Linked DNA regions of Anser cygnoides: all the other regions are linked to region 3. A link is a contact called in public Hi-C data. All regions are on one chromosome and are shown on one strand. The core of a region is the stretch at or near the end of the contact, and the rest is flanking DNA. Distances in the headings are between cores, read along the strand shown. Region 1 has its middle 270 kb from the start of TRNAI-UAU. Region 2 has its middle 240 kb from the start of TRNAS-GCU. Region 3 has its middle 12 kb from the start of TRNAI-UAU.

Region 1 (3,195 bases), core at 434-2,933, 260 kb after region 3:
GAAAATGTTCCAAAAACTGCTTACAAGTAACCCACCAAAACTGGTGAGGGTATGGAGAATTATAGTAGAAATGTTAAAATTATTATCTTAGGAGCATAAATGGATTATGTTTGCAGAAACACCAGGATGAGTAAACAACTGGACAAGTTTTACAACAATAGCATGTGTTGATGACAGCTTGATTAGCAGGTCATCAGGATCCTAGAACACCTGTGTGCAGCTTTTAAGTCACCCAGATTGGGTGACAAAGTAGAGCAAGTAAATCCTGGTGGCTCACAGAGGTGGAACGGGATGAAGGGATTAATCACCGTCATCTCCTGAAGGGTTGCAAAAAGGCACATCCCAAACCAGCACACGGTTTCCAACTGAGAAAGACAAGGAGACATGAGGAGTTGATAGCTGAAGGGTCCTCTGTTTCACTGCAGAAAAGCCTGGACAGGGCACCTGAATAGGAGCATCTGGGTGCCTGCATGCTGGGCAGACCACCAGGATGCATCAGGCCTTTAGTGCTTGTGAGAAGGGGGACTATGTATGAGTGTATGAGTGTGCGTGAAATCAGTTTAAAAAAATATATATATTAAAAAAATCCCTTTCTACAAGTCTTTGCATGGAGATTTGCTGCATTAGCACTGCACCATTATTTCCTGCAAGTTGGGCAACTTTACCATCTCAGGGGTAGCAGGGAGAGGAGCTTCCACTGGGCACAGCTCTGACCTTAACCCAGAAGTGGGAGAAGGAAAAAGAAGGAGGATAGCAGGTGGACTATCGCACACACAGGGCAGAGACACTGCCAGCATCCACATCAGAGGCCTGGGGACTGAACACCTTATTCATCAGGCCACCTGCTTCACCTTTTGCAATGAAACTTTTGCCTGGGCCCTACCCCTGATATCCAGGGCTCTGGATATATTACCTCCTCTGTGCTGCCTGAGTGCTTTCCTATTTTTAGAAGTAGGAAAATACTCTTTTTCAACAAGTACTACTGACTCCAGATAGTGAACACTGCCACAGTTTTATCATTTTTATTAAGAGACTAGCCTTTTAAGTAGAAAGAGAAGCATGCCTCTCATTGACAGATGCGCCTTTAATGCTGGAACATACAGTACGTGCCACAAGTTGCACCCCATTTAGCGAGACTGGCTTCCTGATGTCAGCTGATTTGCAGGGTGTTAGTTGGTGGTCTGAAGACTTTGCAAATTGTTTTCTTTCATAAAGTCTTACAGCAAAATTGGATATATTTGAAAACCTGACTGTAGCATTCTATGTTTTATCATCTGAGGTAATAGCCATATAATCTCTGCCTTTTAAGTGTCGGATTCCAGGTGAGTAATTATCTGTGTTTTCTAGCTAGACAAACATTTGACGATGTCTAAGTGAATTAGAGGCAGAAGAGTGTTCATAAACATAGAAACATGCTCTTGCAAGGATCTGAAGTAGGGAGCCTGCATGTCCATGGATCCTAACTGTTAGATGCTGGATGCCAAGGTATCAAGGTTGCCTCTTTACTAAAGGAGGCAGGAAGACAGGAATTTAAGCTTGAGCTCTGGTTCCAAAGTTAGTTTATTCAAAGTTAGTTGAATGTTAGTTTAGCAGTAGGTGGTTTGTATGAACACTTGTATTTTACGTTCAAGGCAAGTGCAATCCTAAATTGCATATTTTTTTCCTCACAACTGATTGGCATTTCACACATCCATCAGTTTACACAAAAGGGATCTCCTACAAAATGCCTGTTAAAAATTAGCTCACTTTCATGGCACCTTTAGAGGTTAGTTAAAGTTTAAGCCCCATTAAGAGACATTAGAGTGAGACACAAATGTCATGACATGTCCAAGGCCACTTAGCTGTTGGAACAGAGTAACTAGTAAGAACAGGGAATGAAATGGTCTGGCTGTCTTCTGTATTCATCTCATGCTTCCTTCATTTCCACTGTCTCACAGTAGATTGTATGTGAGTTCAAACCTGCAAACACTTTTACCCAATTAATAGCCCCTAAGTCAATGGTCTCATTCAGCTGTCTCAATTAACGTTGGCTTTTACTGGGTCCCTTTGCCATTTGGATTCAATAGAATATTTATGTAAGCGAGAACTGGTGAGGGAATAACAGGACTCTTGTGGGCTGATATTCCATTTTGTGCCTTTATAATGGAATTTTTTAAACATTTATTCCTCAGAGAGATTCTCTCTTTTTTTCTTTTCCCTTTTTTTTTTTTTCAGCTGCTATTCTCAGACAATAATTTTGTTTCTTTTAAAGTTAATGTCAAATCACTGATATTTTATAGGGTGTTTGCTTTGTAAATGGAGAGCTAGTAAATCAACATGTTAATTTTTGTTGTCACCCCTCTGCTTAATTTTGCTTTTGTCAGATGATTATCTGTTATGTACGCAACAGTGTAGTTTCATATTTGTCATTTGTCTCTCTGTTTCATTATCTTTGTTGCACTCCTGTCTCAAGGCTTCTTGCTTACAGACATCTGACTGCAGCACGCTTATGATTATTATTTTATATGCCTAAAAGATATAAAATTGCAAAAGGGAAAGAACACTTTAAATATAACTGTACTTTAAGTATGGTTACTGAGTCACTGTTTCGGTTTTATACAGTGCATATCTCTGGCTAGTGTAAAATGCACTAAGAACCAAATTTAAAAACCATCTGCACCTCCTGTTTCCGTCTAAGACGTTATTTATGTTTTTGGCTTTGTACCCTGAGCTAAATACAGAATGTGTAAAGACTGTTAATTAACCCTTTGAGACATGAGTTTCCCATCAATGTGTGGAACAGGAACATGTTTTTAATTAGGTAGTAAAACTCTCAGGATTTATACGTGCTCAAAATTTGCTCCATAATGAAACCAAAGGGAGTACTTGTTAAATGAATTAAGGGGAGGGGGGAAAGACGGATGGGACTGTGTTTAAATAAAGCTAAATTTGTATCATGCTTCACCAAAGCCAGGAAACAAATTTAAGTCCAGTGATCCATTATTAATCCAAGATATCTTAATGAAAATGATCAGTGGTATATACAGATTTTATTGCTGGAAGAGACAGTCTCTTAATATTTATCCTTTCTCTTTTCTCTAACATTTTTGATAAGGTCTGTTCATAGCCTTTGGAATTCACCAGGATGCCCTGTGTTCCCCCCATGCAGCAGATCAGACAGTCAATTGAAGAAGGAGCTCTGTTTAAAGCTGAACT
Region 2 (2,991 bases), core at 455-2,954, 450 kb after region 3:
TTTCATGGGAACTGGGGTTCCAGTACTGTTTTCCAGTTCTCTCCATGATTACAATTCCCATTAGTTTCCAGGCATTCCTAAATAAGGCCCAACTCTTCTCTGCATTAAGATTCTGCCTTACATCAGACTTCAGCAATTTTCACTTTTAAAAAATGAGAAGGATATCTGAGAATTCTCTTAGAGCAGTATTTAAATTAAATCTCCTTATTAATGATGTATGGATTTCTTTCATTGTTTAGGAGGCCTGTGAACAGTTGAAAGAAACAAGAAGGCTTTTAGTAATGGGCACTAACAGCACCATTGTGCTTGCATGGAAGCTCTTGGCCATTCAGTGTCACAGGGTCAGAAACAATCCGAGCTCCCACACCAAAGCAGCCTGTAGAAGGCCACACAGACTTCACAACGCTGATTCTTTAGAGCTTGGGTGGGTTTCTGGGAGTGATGTGTTAAGTTCAACATTGGGAGGTAGAGGGGAAATTAAATTTTATTAAAGTTTACACTCATTCAAATTTCCCAAGTCCATTTTTGATTTTTTTTTCTGAATTATATTGGAAATCTGATGGGAGCAGGCTAAAGTCTGAATTAGAAATGTTATGAGATGGCCTTCTTTGCTAGTGCTTTTTCTTCTGGTTGTCTGGCACATCTCTCTGTCAAGCACTGGTCATAGGGTTACTTCTTGCAAATAACAGTGATAGAAATCATGGAGGTAAACAAAGTGAGGGGAGGAAGGAGAGGAAACAGGACTAGGGAAGGCATTTATTTGACTTCATTAACCTTATGAACCTTGGCATTTAATTGCTAAAATAATATTTGAATCCCGTTTTATCTGGTCCTCTTTTCCTTTTCCTAGCTTGTGCAATGCAAGACCTAAAGTAGTTGCAAATGCCAGTCAGAGAAAACTCATGTACTTCAGAGAAAGTCTGACTGTATATTTATACATAATTATAAAATAATCAGTAAATTCTACACTTTGCTGCATATTATGAGGCACGGGTTATAGTTATTACACATAATACGGGTCCATGATATATATGTTTCTAAAAGTTCTAAAAGCATGAAGTTTTTGTGCTGTTATAAAGCACACAATTTATAGTGGTTTGTTCTATCAGTGAAAAGAATCTGATATTCTGAAAGTCCCAAATGTTGCCAAAATACTGATATATTTTCTTTTTTCTTTTCAAGGAAGTATGCTATCCTATTCTCACTACTGTCAGGGAAATGTAATAGGACAGGAGAAAGAAAAAGCTTTTCAGGCACATAATACACTTCAAAGTTCCTATTCAAAATGCATGTAGAGCACAGTGCTTTTCCCCTGAAGTTTACCTTCTCCTCATTCATGAAGAAGTTTTACTTTTTTGCTGGCTTCACAACTCTGGCAAGACTTTATTTTCAGCCTTTACTGTTACCCTATTACAACTTCTACCAACTAAGTTTGAGAGAGATTTATTTTTTTTTCCTGAGGATTCGGAGGTTTAAACCAATTTTGTTTCAGTTTCACATCAGCACCATGCAGGAGGCATTCAAAAACAGAGGGAGTGAAGTCAGTAACTGAGGACTTTTATTTCTGAGTAGTGTTTTAAAGTAAAGAACATTTACCTTGTGTTTTAAGTGAAACTAGTAATGGTAAACCACAACAGATCTGTCTGTGTAACATACAGTTGTGTTCCTAGATTAGAAGCAAACTTTCTTTGTGAGGGGGCTAACAATACTGCAGGGGGCCATCTTGCTTCACTGAACTGGAACATCCAGTCTTTTGAGAGCACTCACACATTAGGTTGTAAGATTACTCTCACTATAGCAACCCTCTCCAATACAGTTCTTTTTTTTTTTTCTTTTTCTTTTTTCATTTAAAAGAATGAGTTTATAGCTTAGCTTTCCACTACCTATTATCTTTCCAGACACCTTCTATCTTTCCTATTTCTAACCTCCCCCGCCACTGTCCCAGCCAGTTTCAGTTCAGTTTTAGTGTTCAGCTTCTGCACTTAAGATTGTATACAGAGGTAGGATTGTTTTGGTTTGTTTTCTGTAGAACTGAGCAATGACAAGAAAGTGGAGTTCTCCTACAATATCAGTAAAATGTTAAATCAGAACATCCAGGGCTCCCCTTGATCACTGTGATACACAGTTTCTCTGAAAACTGGGCTTTGTCTTTATTACCCTCTAGTGAATTGATGGGGCAGTTCTGAATGAAAAGTAGATGCTCTGCGAAATGTTTTGAATCTCATATACCTGGTGAAATTGCTGTGCTATTGAAGGTGTCAGAGCAAAATTAATCAGCTAGTTTGTTATCGGAGCTCATATTATATTTCTATCAGAGGAGGTAAAATCTAAAAATCAGTGAACAGCTCTCTCCACAAGTAAGAACACCTTAACCAGTAGCATGCCTGAAGCCTAGGGAGGAAAAAAAAACAGATCTTCAAAGTCTTTGAAAAGCCAAAGAAAGTTACTTGAGTCTGAGTAGAGACAGGGATACTTCAAGGCTCATGGATCCAGTATTTTTATCCGAATATAGCTGCCTGCTGGGTAGGAAGAGGCACATGATCAGTGACCTTTCATGAGGTTTTATTTGCTATTTGTTGGTGACCGAATCCATAGGTGGAATGATGGGTACCTGTCCTGGATATACCTGTTGATGAATATTGCTGAATCTGCAGTCTGTAGTGATTTTCAAAGGCAGGAAACAGGATACAGAACACAATTTATGTCACTGTTTCTATTTTTGACACGGACTCAGACCCACAGAAAAACTCTAAGGACAAATTTGTAGCAAAACACATGAGATATGGCATGAGAAAAACAAAAGCTGGTTATTACAAAGGTGATCTCCACTATAAGTAACTACCACACTACAGCTTGTCCAAATAAAGATTTGTCTTTTCTCCAGCCTTTTGTCAGCTAGCTGACAAGTAAAATCCTGTTCAAGAAATTGTGTCAAAAGAACAGGCTAGACATGCTGGAAGCAGTGTTTGTTTAAACTGAAATATATGCCAC
Region 3 (2,965 bases), core at 79-2,578:
TCCCCAGGTCTTCTGTGCTGCATTGTGCACAGTGCATGGAAATCTGTGGAGTTTTAATGAGTGTTGGTGGCCCTCCCATTAATGGGAAGTACAGCTGCTGTCCTTGACTGCAGTAGAACTTGTCTGCATGCACAAATGCTTGATCAGAAAATACGTTACTTTTTCTCAAATTGATTAGATTATATAGATTTAAATAGGTTTGAATGCTCAAAAGCCTGTAACCGAGCCTTTGGAAACAGCTATTAGGCCATTAAGACAAGCAATTTTCAGCAGATGGCAGCATTGCACTCTGTAACTTTATTTTTCTAGCTGTGGCTCTGCAACTCTTTACTCAGGCTGGTAGGAAGCTGCCAACTAAGAATTAATCCAAAACCACTTCTAAAATGTTTTGAAATACAGGTCTTAATAGATGAGTCTGTAACAATACCTAATTATCATCATGGCTTTTGTATGGAGAATACCAGTGTGCTGCGTAAGAAAATACTGTACTAAAAAGCAATACTAGTATACCCAATTTTTTGTTAACTCTTTAAGTAATTGCTTTGAGATGGAAGGAGGTAATCTGATAGACTTGTTCTTATTTGTAAAAATATTAGCAAATACCTTGAAGATGCCAGACTTTGATCTGGAACTATGTGCATAGAGCTGTAAGTGCCTTCCTGCTTATTAGACCTTTAAGACTGGAACCCCTTTTCTTCTCTAGAAAAAAATAAACTGAGTTTCCTAGTGCTTTATACTATATCTTGTAGGCAACTTGGTTACAGGCTCTGATCAATATACAAGCAGATGTTACCTTGTTAAAAGTTGTAGTGGTTACAGGTTCAGATGCAATACTGGTTTTTTTTTTTTCTGTGAGGAATCAGTTAAGAATACTACATTTGTATACGAAGCATGTGCGTGATTCTACACTATAACTTGTCAATGTATAGCAGTAATAGGAAAAATTGGAGAGGGTCCCCACCAGCACCTTTTGCTGATTCATGGGCGTTCCACTAAGAAGGTGAAGGAAACGAAAATTCTTGCTGCTTCTAAAGGACTGACTTCAGTGACCTCTCCAGAGAAAAGCTTCTAGTTCCAGGTAGACATCTATCCATGATGAACGACTATATACATAATCCTAAACTGTGCAAGAGAACTCATTTTTCATGTGCTTCCTTAGGGAGAATACGGAGCTATTTTTAGGTTTGAGACAAGGCGCACTTTGAATGGACTGTATTGCAAGCAGCTAGCACTGATGTAAATGGCAGTGCAAAACACAAGGCAATAAGAAATGGAAACCAGGTCCAACTAGTGCAACTGTTCAGAAAGAGGTTAAAACATACCTCTGCTGCAGATTATGCTCGCAAAACTGTTGAGTAGAAACAAGTATGATGATACAAATGGAAAGGAAGCTTTATATACCTACGTTAGAGTTTCACTTGAGAGTGACTGAAGAGAAGAAACCTTTCTCTTTTCCTTTCCCCTCTCCTTCCTTGCAGGTCAAAATAAGTGTATATTAGTATAAGCAAAGCAAAGTTCAAGCTGAATAATTTGGGCTACCCTCTGGTATGATTCTGCCCTTTGTTAAGCAAATAAACCGCAATCAAAATTGTGAAACTCTTATCCTTTTTTTTGCAATCAAAGTAGAATGTTGCAGGTGCCAGAGTAGTTTGCAGAGATGAATGAATAGTTCTCCAGCTATATGCTGTCAGGACGTGATATTCTGGAATGAATTTAGCATATGCAAATATCACTTGGATGGGAGAATTTTGAGAATATCAGTGGCATGAAAATTGGGCTGCTCTTGGAAGATGCATAAGCCTGCTTAAAACAAAATGCAAAACAAGAGCTTTCTTAATGTTGCAGGAGAAAAATATTTTGAAAAGATTAGTGACCTTTTATTTTATTCTTTAAAGGCGCACAAGGAGGCTGGGAATCACTGCCACGTGTACATATACTGTTAAAAGGGGGTATTAATTATCTTTCATCTTGGGTACATTTTAAAGCTTTGGCACAGAGACTCTGGATGCTTTGAGCATCCTTTGCTTTAAGTTGTTAACTGTGGGGAGCAGGATGTTGTGTTCTTTTGTAGGGGAGAACTATGTCTTCTGTAAGAAGTGGTCAGTGTTGCTTTTATAGAGTAACATCCCCTTTCCCAAAGGAAAAGAGGCTTAAATAAATGAAATTTAAAAAATAAAGGGGGAGGGGGGGGAGCAACCAAACCACAACAAAAACTCTTAAGTATATCTCCATTCAAGAGATCTTACCAAAAGCCAAATGAGTTTCCAGAGTTTTGTTTCAGAATTAAATCAGATGATCAAGCTCCTGTGTCTGTTTGGGCATTACGTTTCTGAGACAAGGCACTTATTCTAAACCAGCATTCACACATCACTTCAGAGTAAATCCTGAGGATGTATAATGTTTGTGTGTGTCATTAGAAATAATAATAAAAAAAGCTTAAAAGAACGACAGAAAATAGGTCTGTCTTCGAGAGAGTTGTCCTACCTGTGTGTACTACCTTCCTTTGCTTTGTCTGAACAGTTCTGGGGAGGGTGGTTACTTTGAATGGCTTCTGCTGCTGGAAGGTTGTATGGCATAATATCTTCTGATGTCTATCACTGAATTTGGGATAACATTTTATATTAAGAAAAATCACACTACAGTAACAATAGGCTTAAAGGGGTGTTAATTCCTGGTGTTGCTTTGGCAGTAGCATAGAATATATCCTGAATTTGACATAGTCTTAAAGAAAAAAAAAAGACTCCTCATCTGCAATATACACTTATGTGTTCTTTCAGGATTGAATGAACTTACTTCTGGTGAGTTTAAATGACTGTTTTCATAATTTAATGAAATGCTGGATTTTGTGACTTGTGTTCTCAGAGGATGTTACAAACAACTTAAATCTGTTTTATCTTCAAGATGGTGAGCAACACTGTGGAGATGAGGTGAATGTGTTGATATTCAGCAGTTCCCCAAATCCCCA

What was found. Hi-C and Micro-C count contacts between places; a contact is called where the count stands out from the background.
Region 1: a Hi-C map of liver shows a contact between it and region 3, with 3 times the contacts expected there. The contact joins two enhancer-like sites. A contact is called at or near these places in 4 of 7 Hi-C or Micro-C datasets (granulosa cells and liver).
Region 2: a Hi-C map of liver shows a contact between it and region 3, with 5 times the contacts expected there. The contact joins two enhancer-like sites. A contact is called at or near these places in 3 of 7 Hi-C or Micro-C datasets (granulosa cells and liver).

What each region holds. Positions count from the first base shown.
Region 1 is chr3:27,544,083-27,547,277 of Taihu_goose_T2T_genome, forward strand. No RefSeq gene overlaps it. Among named protein-coding and RNA genes, the nearest start is that of TRNAI-UAU, 270 kb to the left of the region's middle. Within about 2 kb of position 1,684, at least 1 of the 3 cell types and tissues checked has open chromatin away from gene starts, as enhancers often do. A contact at or near this core is called in liver, where this site is marked.
Region 2 is chr3:27,739,122-27,742,112 of Taihu_goose_T2T_genome, forward strand. No RefSeq gene overlaps it. Among named protein-coding and RNA genes, the nearest start is that of TRNAS-GCU, 240 kb to the right of the region's middle. Within about 2 kb of position 1,705, at least 2 of the 3 cell types and tissues checked have open chromatin away from gene starts, as enhancers often do. A contact at or near this core is called in liver, where this site is marked.
Region 3 is chr3:27,287,518-27,290,482 of Taihu_goose_T2T_genome, forward strand. No RefSeq gene overlaps it. Among named protein-coding and RNA genes, the nearest start is that of TRNAI-UAU, 12 kb to the left of the region's middle. Within about 2 kb of position 1,329, at least 1 of the 3 cell types and tissues checked has open chromatin away from gene starts, as enhancers often do. A contact at or near this core is called in liver, where this site is marked.